4 separate regions of the Sus scrofa genome follow, and regions 1, 2 and 3 are each linked to region 4. Evidence: chromatin contacts called from public Hi-C and HiChIP or PLAC-seq data. All regions are on one chromosome and are shown on one strand. The core of a region is the stretch at or near the end of the contact, and the rest is flanking DNA. Distances in the headings are between cores, read along the strand shown. Region 1 holds the start of GULP1 (PTB domain-containing engulfment adapter protein 1). Region 2 has its middle 40 kb from the start of DIRC1. Region 3 holds the start of DIRC1 (disrupted in renal carcinoma protein 1). Region 4 overlaps GULP1 (PTB domain-containing engulfment adapter protein 1).

Region 1 (3,152 bases), core at 290-2,789, 220 kb after region 4:
CCCTCCCGCACACAGGGAAGTCTGAGAGGCGGCCCCAGGAGCCTCAGGGAAGAACCGATCTCTTTGGGTTCTGATCCGTGCAGTGATTCAGCCCACAGGGTGGTGGACCCCAGCGAGAACCCAGGGTCTCAATACCGCGCAGCGCCACGCGCCCCTCTAAGTAGCGCCCACCAGAAAGAAATACTTGACCCACCCAGCCAAAGGGTAACCCTGTGGGCGCGGCCCCTGAGTTTGGGCCCTCCCAGCCTGGGCTTTAAAGAATCCGCGGCCGGGCCTCGGAGCTTCGCGCCTCCCCGCCCCCCCTGCTCACACTCCCTCCCGCGGCCAACAAAAGGGAGGTTAAGCTAAAGAAGTTTAGCTCCTGGGTCGCCCCGCTGTGACCCGGCGAAGACTTGCTTGCTCAGTCGCGTCTGGTCCCTACCCCCGCAGCCGTACTGACCACAGTCGACCCTCGGCTCCCTCCAGCTCCCGCCCGCCGGCCCCGGTCACCCGGACCAAAGTTACCACAAAGGGCTCCAGGAGTCGGGAGAACACTGCGTCCCCGACCTCGTGAGACTGACTCCTCGTCATCCCTGAAGCACTGCCACAGCGGTCGTCAACAGGTCTTATTCTCCTTCCTTGCCGGACGTCTCCCAAAGCCTTTCACTGTCCCAATCTTTGCAACCTGCCCAGCGGCAGCAGCGGCGGCTCACAGCCCCGCGCCCTCCTTCCCCTGCACCCGGCCGGGGCTGACCACCGGCCCGCCGTTTCTCAGGATGTCGACTTAAAAGGGACTGAACGCTACCTGGCGGGACGCTGGGGTTTGCAGCCAGCGAAGCCCCAGGATAAACGGCGTCTCTCCGTACCTTACTGACTGATGCAGTCGGGTCAGGCTCCGGGCAGGGGCGTGGAGAGCCGCGGCGTCCTCGGAACCTGGCGATCTCCGCTCCAGCACAGCCGGGGCGCCGTTTCCGCGGCCGAGAGGGAAAGTTTCTCTACGTCAACACCGTGCTGGACTCGGGACCCTCCGGCTCCGGTCCCCTCCCTCTACGCATTCTCTGCCCCCTCCCTCCTCTTCCTTAGCGGCTGGAGCCAAAACGCGCTGGCTGGCGGCTGGGGCTCGAGGCTCGGGACTCCGGGTCGCTCCAGGCTGGGAACGCGGGGCTCCCCCTCTCGGCCAGAAGGAAACGCTCCCAGTCTCGGCTGGTCTCCTTGGACACTTCCAAACGGGACGCCCGTGTTCAATCTCGCTGACTTTCTTTAATCTCTAATGCTCGCCTCCTGTGCGCCCACTGAGCTATGTGTCGTCTGCACGCAGGACCCATGGGGGAGAATGGAATGCGAGAGAAACCCGACTGGAGAAGGGAAGCCTTACCTTGCTGGCTTCTTAGCCGGCACAGAAGCAAAAATGCAGCTCCTCTCCCACCCCCAGCCCTCGTCCCCCGCCGCGTTTCCTTTCGAACCTCCTGCCTGAAGCACTGAATGGGGATTATTTGCCTTCCCTTATCTCTATGTGTTTCCGAACACAATCTTAAAACACTTGTGCTGCTTAACAACGGCGGAAAGAGTGTCAAAAGAAGCAGACACACGAATTTGAGTAGAACACGCCTTCTTTACAGCCTTTATCAAGAAAGCGTGGATACAGTGTTTGCTGTGGCTCTGACTGCACCTCTACACTTTTTCTCTATTTTTCCTCATTTTTAAAAAATTCAGATCGAATCTCTGCACTTTGTTATGCCTTAAAAATAAAAAAGAAAGGAAGGGAAAGAAAGAAAACTGCCAACACCACCAGATAATGCTCCTTTGCTCCTTTCAGATATTAACCTCAGAACTCAGGACTTCTACAGGTTCAAGGGAAAACACAGCAAATGTTCTCACTGACACGATTAACTTCTATGTGGGAAGAAGGACAAGGAGTAGTATCCTCGTTTAAGTGATTCTTTGAGAACAAGTGGAACTTTACTAAAGTTTTTCTAGACATTGCTCAGAATTTAGTTTACTAAATTTTTAATTTGAATGTGAAAATAGATGGAGAGGGGGGGAAGCATTTTGCAAGACTTAAATATATTGTGTTACAGTGGAATCTGGGGCTTAGAATCAGACTGGTCATATTCCTTTCAAGACTACACACTTATTCTCTACCCTAGGTCACTGGTCACAATTACAGCTGCCAAAGAAACTGTGTAAGAGAACTCATAGAGTCAAGATCACATTTACAGGAGTTAGAATAGCATCAGGCATGGAGAAAGTAGTCAATAAATATTTGGTTCTTATGTCACACTATATTTGTAACTAGAAGATAGTACTAGAAATTTCCCCCAAAGACTTTAATTGAATCAGTTTTCTTCTCCCAAATGCTTTAAAAATGTAAAATCACAATTTTTGAAATGAAAACTAAGTTTAGGAGTTCCTGTAGTGGCTCAGCAGAAACAAATCTGACTAGTATCCATGAGAAAGCAGGTTCGATCCCTGGCCTCGCTCAGTGGGTTAAGGATCCGACTTTGCTGTGAGCTGTGGTATGGGTCACAGATACAGCTCGGATCCCATGTTGCTGTGGGGTAGGCCAGCAGCTGCAGCTGCCATTCGACCCCTAACTTGGGAACAGTTGCAGGTATGGCCCTACAAAGACAAAACTAAACTAAATTTAGGGATTAGCTAATTCTAGCCAAACTCTCTTAATTTAAATACAAGGCAACTGAAGTCCAATAATCTTAATTGACTTTCCCCAAATCTCATTGTTGGGACACGCCAAATAGGGCCAGAAATTAGGCCTCTTCATATGTGGGCATTATTATCTTTTCAGTATGCTTCCTACTTTATTACAACAGCCAAGCACACAGTAAAATGACTCCACTGAAAACATGAATCATAGGACAATGTTGGTTGCTTTTTCTGTAAATAACAATATTCAATCACTAAAAAATGATGCTTACTTAATATCAAAATGATTATAAAAATAAATCAAGAGATAGCCCAATATGAATAAGGAAGTTGACCAGCTGATCAAACCCATGCTTCCATTATATAATTATAAACATCTCTGTGTTCTTTTAACACAATATTTGAAATTTTGGAAGTTGCCAAAAAGAGAAAAAATTATAATTTATATAGTATAAATATAAAATAAATTTAGACTATTATATAAATAATAGTTTATATAACTATTTATTTAT
Region 2 (3,441 bases), core at 549-3,048, 250 kb before region 4:
TTTGTGTTGTTTAATTTGTTTAGAAAAAGAAATTTAAGGCCAAAGTTTTAAGTTTACCTAGAATTGAAAGAGTGCATGACAGTCATTGGGGACTTTAAGACTTTTGAACCATGTCTTTATAGAAGAGAGTGCATAAGAAATCTATTTTGTGTGTACATAATAAGTAGTAGCTTCTTAACTGAGAAGTCAAGAGAGAATTTGGTTTTAGTCTATTTCCACTAAAGCAAAGGAATATTGTCACCAAAATGACTCTTTTGAGTCTAATAAAATGGCTCAAAGGATTTGCTGTCTTTACCATTCCTGACCTTGTCTTTTTTTTTTAGTGGTCATTTCTTAATGTTTGGCAAGCAAGTAGACTCAGTTGATGACTGTATCAGTATAACTGAGTAATCAGAAAGAATGACAAATTATTAATATGCACAGAGGGACCTAAAAAAGGGTGGGTTGTTGGTAATCTCTTTAACAGACATAGTGAAAAGAAGAAATAAAGAAATGTCTCATCCTTATCTTTTCAACCACCATTGACAGATTCTAAGAGCAATGAGAGCAATAATTCTACACCTCTGCTTTTGCCTTCTGCAGATAAGAACCATTGAATCAGCCTATGCAGTGGTTGAACTGACTGAGAACTGAGAATACACCCATGTCTTAGGGCTAGACTCTAAATGTATTTGACTTAGAGCTGTCAGGTGGTCCATCAAAAGATGTCAGAAGTACAAAACAGATCATCTCTACATGGCTTTGGAGTCTAAAATTAGCTTGAGAAGATTGGAGAATTAATGCATCATGAAAACTTAGTCAACTAATGCAAGATTCAGAGAAGCAATTTTTCCTGACTCTTTTGCTTCTACCCCTGATCAACTAGTGGCATAAATGTTCACCAGGTTTCATCAGGATTACATGTTTTAGGTTCACAGGGAATTGTATGCCAGAGAGTGGTTGGTTTATTCATTCTTCACTCATGCAAAAATGTTTCTGTGCTACTACTGAGTTCCAGGTACGCTGGTAGAAAAAGGAAACTTAGCGGTGTTCAAGAAAAGCATGATTATCTGCCCTCACGCAGCCTCAAGTCCAGAAATAAAGCCATTAAAATCACACAAACAATTATACAAATTGGTATTTACTAGAAACAATGTAATTTGACATGAACCTGAAGTACTGGGACCTATGTGGATCTATTACTGAAAGACCTAAACTATTCTTAGAATTTATGGGATGTTTCTCTAAAGAAGGACATTTATTTTAAGGTCTGAAAAATGGATGAAGCCAGAAAAGGAAGGGGCCAGAGTGGAAAGTGAAAGTGTTTTGCTTGAGCACTGCCTTTGGAAGTAGGAGAGGTTACTTTTTCAGATTATTGCACATAAATAAAAAAAATCTTCAAGGAAAAATATTTAGAAAAAAGTGCATTTTGGAAATCCTTACCATATATAGTGGCACAGACCTACACAGAGGAAATACATGTGAAATAAGCAGGAAATGTTGAAATTGAAACAAGAAGATAAATATAAAATATTTTGAGGGATTATAAAATAAAAATATGGATCACTTTATAAAATATTCAGTAGTCAAACCAGACTATGCTCTGCTCAATAGGAGCAACCTGATGGAATTTGTGTTTTACTGGTGGTGTTTTACTGGTGGGAACTAGTGAAAACTGATGTCAATATAGAAATGTCACTGCTAAGATCAATGTGGAGAATTGGAAGCACTTCTCAGAGATCCCTGGCTGCAGTATTATTAAACTATTTCTCTATTGGCTGAGTTGATTTTCACACCCTCCTGAAGGGGAGAGGGAAAATACTGTCAACACGTTACAAGTGATGTTCTAGGCAACTGTTCCCGCGCCCCTCCTTTCTTCTTATTTCCAGTATTCCACAAGCAATTTTCAGCACCTGAAAATTAGGAATCATCTAATGTGAGCATTGAAAATATAATTTAGAAGTATATGAAATATATAGCATAATAACAGATGCATATACATAACTGAGAAAAGAGGCCAGTGTTTTCCATTCCACAATTTAAATCCCCTTGACCAGTTGAGGAAATCCTTAAGTAGAGCAACTGGACCAAATAATTTTCCTGCCACACACAAAGCCACGCTGGAGTCAGGGTGCTTCTGTCATCATTCAGGCTGTATCTCCCAACTGTGGTTGGGGCTCCACCAGTCTAGGGGGAATTACAGACTGCTACTTCTGTGATAATGCTGCTAGCAACTGGTTAGAGAGATCTGAGGGTATGTCGAGAAAGTTCTGAGGACTCCAAAAGGTCATTGTGACCTAGGGCACATGAGTCAGCCCTTTTTAAAACTCCAGGATCCTTCCCCTAAGTTTTCTTTATCCTGTGTCTCCAAGGCCAATAAAAGGAATAAATGGTTTGAGACACTCAAATGCAGCCACCGGACGATGGATCAGGCTGTGTTTGCTTTTTGGAAACCTCAAAGCTTTGGCATTTAGAGGAAGTAAAGCAGGGTGGGGAGCACTGCTCAGTCTGGAAAAGGGAGAGCCTGGAGGCTGGTGCTGACTAGCAAGGGGAGCCAAGTGGTAAAGTCATGGGGGAAAATATCTGGAAGTTACTTAGAAGTAACTGAGCCAGAGCCAGTATCTTTCAGCAAATGGCCTCGGGTGCCCCCTGGTAGTACATTTACAAGAGATAGCTCCTCTGTTTCAGTCTAATACACTTAGATACACGGAGATGGCCAGTGTGATTCAGATTTCATAAGAGATGCTTCCCCCTGCATTTTTCCCCCTCAGCTTTAATTCTACAACTATTTAAAACAGGAGATGTGGTAGTCTTTGCAAACCATTTTCACCCAAATAAGCGTAGTTTCTAAAGCTTGAAATAAATATTCCCTCACAAGTTACAACATTGGACAGAGTCTTGAAGATTCTAGGTCTATCAAAAAATAAATTCAATGTAAGTAAAGTGACTGAGTCAGGTGCAAGGACACCAGGTTAGAAATTTAGTCCCAATAAATCTATAAAAGTAGTAGTCGTAATTGTAACGCTTTACACTTATGTAATAGGTTTTCACAGACCTTTCGCCTTTACCTCAGTCGTTCACAACAACTAGTGAGGTAAGTGGAACAAGAGTTATTATCCACATTTTACAAATGAGGAAACTGAGACTTACAAAGACTGAATTTGCCCAAAGAAATGGTGAAGGGTAATGCCAGGACTGGAAGACAAGCTTCCAAATTCCAAGTTTATTCATTTTTCCATTACTCAATCTGCCTCTTTCTCCATCTTACGGGAGTCATCCAAGCTTATTTTTAATTTGAAAGGAAAGGGGGAAGATAAATATTTGAGAAATGGAAAAAGCAAAAATAAAAGCAAGAGCTAGTGTGGATCATTATATAATGAGGTAGTGCTTGGCTCACCAATATGTAAATTATCTAAGGGTTGTGACTGATTGACTTATACAATTAACACTCTGTGATAAACA
Region 3 (3,179 bases), core at 318-2,817, 210 kb before region 4:
GAGAAGCATATGTGAGCTCTGTCTAAATAGGGGATTTGCCAAGGCACTCGTTTCTCAATCATAAGTTATTTGGCTCAAGGAAGCCTTCTCTATCAGCACGTTCTGAAGAAGTGATCTTTCCTCTTACAATTATGAGAACTTAAAAAAAAAAAAAAACCAGTGACAATAGACATATTGTAACCTATCTCATATCTTAAAAACTTTATGTTTAATTTAACTATCCAGTCAACAACTTAATTTGACTTTCTATATATTGTAGATAGAAGACACAATGAGTGACAATGTCATTTACATTTACTGCACTGGGAAATGTTATCCATGGACTATTCCGTTAAAACGTGTCATCTTTGGCATTGTTCTGCATCAATTGACTCACCCTTTCAAAGCTAGAGTGCAAATATTTCTAAGTTAATTTATCAGTTCTCTAAGGAGTTAAATGATACCTTTTTTTCCTCTTACATTTAATCCACTTCCTATTCCTATTTATTTCAAAAGAGTTCCAAAATTATTCTGAAGTATTTTGATTTTATTTATATCTCTAACTTGTCACCAGAGGGACACTCTGGTAATATTCATAAATTGTTGCTTCTTTTCAGTCGGGGAAAGTGAGGTTTCTAGAGGGAATAGCTACCTTCAAGGAGTTAATAAAGTAATTTTTAATTAGGTCCAAATAACTTGCATTTCCCTTAAGCTATTTTCTTAGAAAAGTTTGCATGGTGCATTTATAACAGCAAGCTATACAAATTTTTTAAATAAACTTTTCTCCTTGTCTTTCTTTCTTTGTCCTGTTGTTATGAAATACATTCTGTGCCTATCCAGCTGTGCTGGCTGTGTGTCAGTAATATGAGTCACTGACTGATGTTCTCAACACACGAACAGGAATTAACACACACAAATAAAAGATACTGCTTTTGGATTTTGTTTATAGCCAAACATCAGGGAAAGGAGGCAACTGTTTGATTTTCAATGAGGTATGATTAACTGTATCTTTTACTATCTGTCAATGACATTGATATTTTTGGTTAGTTGTGGTAGATCCCAGAGTTGGAATTGGAACAGGGAGAGAAATGGTCTTCAAAGATATCTCTTGATTGTATTTTAGCTAGGAAATTCCTTGACAATGTTAGCAAACATTTTTATTAAAATGTTGCAAAAGCAAAACAACACTGATAAAGTATTAACTAAATATGGGTTTCTCAAATCCACCCAGCCATTTGGTAACAGATGTGTGTATTTCTTCCCGTCCTTCAGTCTCTTTCTCTGAGTTAATTAGAATTACAGGATCTAGAGAGAATCTTATAAATTGTATTTTTACAGACAGGAAAACCAAATTCCAGTAATCTTGCGGGGTTTGGTCAGCTCCATACAGATACATTTTGTCAGAATCAAGGCTAGCATTCAATCTCATAACCAAGTTCACTGTGATTTCCAGTACCCTCCCTCCAGAGCTCCATCTTTCCCTGCTCTCATCACCAGCAAAGAAAATAACTCAGCAAAATGCTGGTGGTAGTTTTTAGTTAGTCCTACATTGTCTAATAATAATTAAATAAAATTATTAGTTGACCCATGTCACCAACTTGCACTGGGATTGAGGTAGGTTAAACAATACGATAGGACTCAGAAGTTTCTAATTAGAGAACAATTGTACATCTTATTGCCAATCAGAAGAGATTCATAAACATATTCTCATGCCTTGTAGATGAGAAAGCTTTAATAAAGCCAGTTGGCTAAAACAGTACTTTTTTCCCCCTCTCTCTTTCTCCCTAAGGAGGAGAAGGGTGAGAAGGAGTCCAAGGGCAAAAGTGAATCTGAGGATGAAGTAATGCCACGTAGCTTCTCAGGAAAAAAAAAAAAAAAACTCAGTCCATATCTTTCAGAAAAGTAACAAAGGCATAAATCCTACATTCTAAAAGTTTAGGAAGTCGAGTTATCTCTGCAATGTTCTCCAAACTATGTTAGTTTAATCCACTCTACTTTAATTACTTATTAACTACTTAAAAAAAGTTCTAATTCTGCCTTTCATAATGTGGACAATGCTGCCTGGAATCAAGGCTACTTCTGTGTAAAGAACAGGGACATATATTCACTGTGAGAACTATGTAGTTATGTAATTAAATATTTATGTGCTGCATACTTTGTGTGTCGATAAGCATAATTAAATATAGAGTTATCCTTTGAGAACTCAGTATTCCTGCAAATAACAAGGACCAAAAAGCCTTCTACAAGCCCAGTTTCACTGACTGTGTTATGAATAAATGTCTGCCATTTATCTTGTGAGCTCAGATGGTTAAGTACTGTATAAAAATTCTTGACCAAGTAACTATTTTTTTTTGTCTCTGACTCTTTGGAGGGCCCAAATACTAACTCCATTTACTGAGCCTGCTTGGTTAAGGGTTCTGGAGAATTTCAAGAGCATACAACAAAAAACAGTGATGCACTAACTTAGGAATGCAATTTTACAAAGCTGTCATGAAAACAGCAAACCTACTAGAGAAAAGAAAATGTTGTGAAGTATGGAAAGACTGTCTATCTTAGGGAACAAAAGGACAGTGAATATTGCAGCCTTTCTTGCCCTCCTTAACCCAAATGCTTCCCTCCCCCCAATTTAAGAAGAATTAAGAAACAAAGAGAGAGGGAACAGCTTTCATGGGAGAAATGGAAAGGTACAAGAAGGAAAACTGGAACAGTGGTGGAAAGAAACAGAGGGATGGAAGAGAGAATTCTACAGCCTAGAGTAGCTACTAGTGATTGCAGATTTTTTGACCAGGGAATAGAAGATATTTATTGCCTTTTGGCCCAGAGATAACTTTGGCTTAAAAATGCTGAAAGGTGGGGTTGGCACAGAGAGATTGAAGCAGATAGAACATTGCCAAAGACTTATTTTCAACTGTTGGCATTAATAAAGGATTAATGAGCCTGTAGATATGTAGATATTTGCAATCCTCATTCAAAAGATACAAATGCTCAAAACTCTTCAGTCCCATACAAAGTCTGAGTTTCCCTTGTGTCATGTTTTCATACCTTCTCCAGGCCAAACCAGTCTGCCTCTTCCAAATTACTCACTCTTATTTCAGATGATTTGCTTGTGGCTGTCCTTTCCCAGAGAACAGGATTACGGTTTCTTAGAAATGCTGCTTGAAATTATATTTCTCCAGGTAGAAAGTTAGACAGAGATTATG
Region 4 (3,252 bases), core at 254-2,753:
TTTATTGTTTCTTCTTATTGAGTTAGTAGGTATATATAAATGCATGTTAGATTCTGTTATAAAATCAAAAAGGAGAGTTTCCATTGTGGCTCAGTGGTAACAAATCTGACTAGTATCCTTGAGGTAGCGTTTCGATCTCTGGCCTCGCTCAGCGGGTTAAGAATTCGGCATTGCTGTGAGCTGTGGTGCAGGTTGCAAATGCAGCTTGGATCTGGCGTTACTGTGCCTGTGGCATAGCCTGGCAGCTGCAGCTCTGATTTGACCCCTAGCCTGGGAATTTCCATATGCTGCGAGTTCGGTCCTAAAAAGCAAAACAAACCAAAAAAAAAATCAAAAAGAAAATCAGAATACTCATGCACTTAGTGGATGGAGTTTCTTCCTCTCTCTCTCAGCACTGTCAGATTTAGTGGTAGAAAAATTACAGAAGCTCAGTTAAATATGAATATTAAACAATGACTATTTTCAAAAATCTTTATTTTAGAATACACATATACACTCCACACACACACACACACACACACTTATATATAACATATATATGCTATTTAGTATAAGTATGTCCCATGCAATACTTGGGACACAGTTGTACCAAAAAAATCATTCATTGTTTATCTGAAATTCAAAGTTTACCAAGTGTCTTAGTTTTATTTGGCAATGCTACTCTCTCCCCACTTTCCTTCTTTCCGTCCTCCCCTGCCTACCTTTTTTTTTTCAAGAAACAGAAAAGAACCATTGGAAAATAATTTTATTCATTCTCCCCTTGTGAGGGCTTCAAAAGTTAGTTTCTAGTATAAAATTTTTCAGCATATGGCTCACCCTAACTTGATTCAAAATAGACTATACGTAAGGCAGGGTGGGGTTTCAGTCTTCTTTTGTGTGTCATATTTATTGCATTGTGCATTTCTTTCTAATTCAGGCCAGATGTGAATACACATGGTATAGTTCAGTCCCAGAGCAGAGAGTGGCTGAAGGCCTCTTTCTCTCTTCATGGCTTTGCACTGCATGGAGAATAATGTACTTAATGCATATAAGAATGCCTTGAAGTGTCTGCCTTGTTAGCCAAGACAGAGGGGGAATGGGGGGGTCAGGGGGTGGTTCTATTTCTTTTATTTCATTTTGGATGGTATAATTTTTCAGCTTGCTGTCTGTCCTGTTCTATAAATACAGACAGCTTTTTTTCTTGGTCTTCAGCAGTCTTACATTTTGCACATAAATTTGACTAATTCATGCCAGAGGAATTTTCTTTTTCTTTTGTCTTTAAGAAACTATGTTTTGCTTCAGTAAAGATCTTTAAAAATTATCCCAGCTCCCTCCCAAAGAAAGTGGATTAATTTGTTTCTTTTCCCTTCATAATCTTCTTCCTGTATTGGTATAATCAAAACAATTTGCGGGTTTTCACATATGGAGTCTGACAAAGTAAGTCAGCTGCTTTCCATCTATGGGAACGCATCTGAACAAAGCCATTCCCATGGTTGGCTGCAGAAGCAGTCTAAGCTGGCTTCCTGGGTGCTGCTCTTTTCCAGAAACAGACAATGAGCAATAGCTCCTTTTCCACATCTGGACACCACCGTTCCTGTGACCTCTTTTACTTTCCAAAAAGTACATCACAAAACAACCACTAATATTAAACTTATCTGTTGAGTTATTTCTTTTCTGCCCGGAAAAAAAAAAAAAAAAAAAAAAAAAAGGGAAGAAATAATGGAAAAAATGAACAAAGGGAGGAAGTAGGGGCTAGAAGTAGAAAAAACATGGGAGGGAGGAAGGGAAGCAAGAGAATGGGACAAAGAAAAAGAAAGGAACATAAAATACCTGGCCTACAGCTTGTGAAACCTTTTCCTCTGCTTCACATCAAGATAAAGTAATTGTGCTCAAAGAAGATTCAGAGGTCACCCAATCCAATCCTCCCATTTCAAAGGTGAGAAAGTAAGTCTCAAAGAAGTTATTTACTTGGATCATAACATGAATCTATAGCAATCAGGCCTAGAACCTAGTTCTGCTACCTACTAAATAACACTTTTCTTTTGCACAGCACATTTTCTGAGTTAGACAAAAAAAATTTCAGTTCTATTGTCATGTTTATCAAGGTTTTCACTGGTTACTGGCCTTGATTGTTGCATAGATATTGCAAAACATTTAAGCTTAAGGTTACATCTGTTCAATCTATATTTTAAACGGTTTAATATTCTCATTCCTGCCCTTATTTTTAAAATTTAAGATGACCATATTCTATAGTTTGCATGATCTACATTTCTTTTCCTACTTGGAGACCTCTCAACTGTGTTCCAGAACACTTCTAATTTACATTTTGAAGACACTTTCATTCTTACATTGTATTCTTTTTTTCTCCCTATTTATTACTGGAATGTTAATGCTAAACAGCCTTTTTGCAGTTTTATTTTCTATTTTTGCTCCACTGAATTTATCTTTTGGTCATCTAGATAGAGTGATTTAGATGACCAAAAAGCTTGAATACAATAGTCCAAAAAAAATAGTAAAAGGGGGTAAAGCCTAAGAATTTTGGAGGTTACCTGGATACAACAAACAAATAAAAACAAGCCTTTATCACCGCAAATGATGTGGAAGGATGAACTATTACTTGAAATACATAAAGTTCTTTGTAATAATATGCTACTGGTAAGTGGAATAGTTTAAAGAATACTAAAGGGAATGCAATTGAATTTTAATTATCATGATCACACAATTTCTATTCCTTTCTCGAAAGACTTTAAAAAAGTGAAATCTAACTAATTATTAATGGAATATACTTATTAGGCAATAAAATTAATGAATTAATTCTAATCCTGTTGTATGAATAAAAATAACTCACTATTAAAAACAAAATTCATTACAATAACAATGGTATTACATATGCACAAGTTAAAAGGGCTTTTAAATTACCACTTTTTGAAAAATTTGGTATTTTCTTAAATGGTAGACTAAACATGCATAAGTGGTAGAAATTGTTGAACATGACTGAGAAATGGAAAAATATGTTGTTCAGAGAATATTGAATTTCTGAAAGTAAACACTTAACAAAATTATATTTATGAAAACTTTATAAATTCTCCACAAAATTATAGAAAAATAGTACTCAATAAAATAAATCAAAGTTTAAAATTCTTCTTGGAAAACAGTTAAGCATCATTAAACACAGAAGGATTAAAAATACATTACTGAAAATCTTGGAAGGTTTCTAACATCCTGTATTAGCCTTAAATTTTGAATTTTTCTTTAATGTCAGAAGCCAATATA

What was found. Hi-C and Micro-C count contacts between places; a contact is called where the count stands out from the background. HiChIP or PLAC-seq counts read pairs in DNA pulled down with a chosen protein or histone mark.
Region 1: a Hi-C map of fetal skeletal muscle shows a contact between it and region 4, with 1.6 times the contacts expected there. The contact joins the promoter of GULP1 here to the enhancer-like site in region 4. A contact is called at or near these places in 1 of 5 promoter capture datasets (liver), 9 of 47 Hi-C or Micro-C datasets (alveolar macrophages, embryonic fibroblasts, fetal skeletal muscle and 5 more) and 1 of 2 datasets of contacts at active chromatin or transcription factors (skeletal muscle).
Region 2: a Hi-C map of subcutaneous adipose tissue shows a contact between it and region 4, with 2.9 times the contacts expected there. The contact joins two enhancer-like sites. A contact is called at or near these places in 2 of 47 Hi-C or Micro-C datasets (embryonic fibroblasts and subcutaneous adipose tissue).
Region 3: an H3K27ac HiChIP or PLAC-seq map of skeletal muscle shows a contact between it and region 4, with 11 times the contacts expected there. The contact joins the promoter of DIRC1 here to the enhancer-like site in region 4. A contact is called at or near these places in 6 of 47 Hi-C or Micro-C datasets (embryonic fibroblasts, fibroblasts, heart right ventricle and 2 more) and 1 of 2 datasets of contacts at active chromatin or transcription factors (skeletal muscle).

The regions. Positions count from the first base shown.
Region 1 is chr15:92,986,481-92,989,632 of Sscrofa11.1, reverse strand. GULP1 (PTB domain-containing engulfment adapter protein 1) reads right to left here and starts at 1,539. Exons shown (of 12, transcript XM_021075382.1): 1 at 846-1,539.
Region 2 is chr15:93,452,183-93,455,623 of Sscrofa11.1, reverse strand. No RefSeq gene overlaps it. Among named protein-coding and RNA genes, the nearest start is that of DIRC1, 40 kb to the right of the region's middle. Within about 2 kb of position 1,798, at least 13 of the 83 cell types and tissues checked have an H3K27ac peak or open chromatin away from gene starts, as enhancers often do. A contact at or near this core is called in subcutaneous adipose tissue, where this site is marked.
Region 3 is chr15:93,412,335-93,415,513 of Sscrofa11.1, reverse strand. DIRC1 (disrupted in renal carcinoma protein 1) reads left to right here and starts at 1,567. Exons shown (of 5, transcript XM_005674557.2): 1 at 1,567-1,593; 2 at 1,769-1,819. The coding sequence starts at 1,567.
Region 4 is chr15:93,201,617-93,204,868 of Sscrofa11.1, reverse strand. The region is part of intron 5 of GULP1 (PTB domain-containing engulfment adapter protein 1); the gene reads right to left. Among named protein-coding and RNA genes, the nearest start is that of DIRC1, 210 kb to the left of the region's middle. Within about 2 kb of position 1,503, at least 18 of the 83 cell types and tissues checked have an H3K27ac peak or open chromatin away from gene starts, as enhancers often do. A contact at or near this core is called in fetal skeletal muscle, skeletal muscle and subcutaneous adipose tissue, where this site is marked.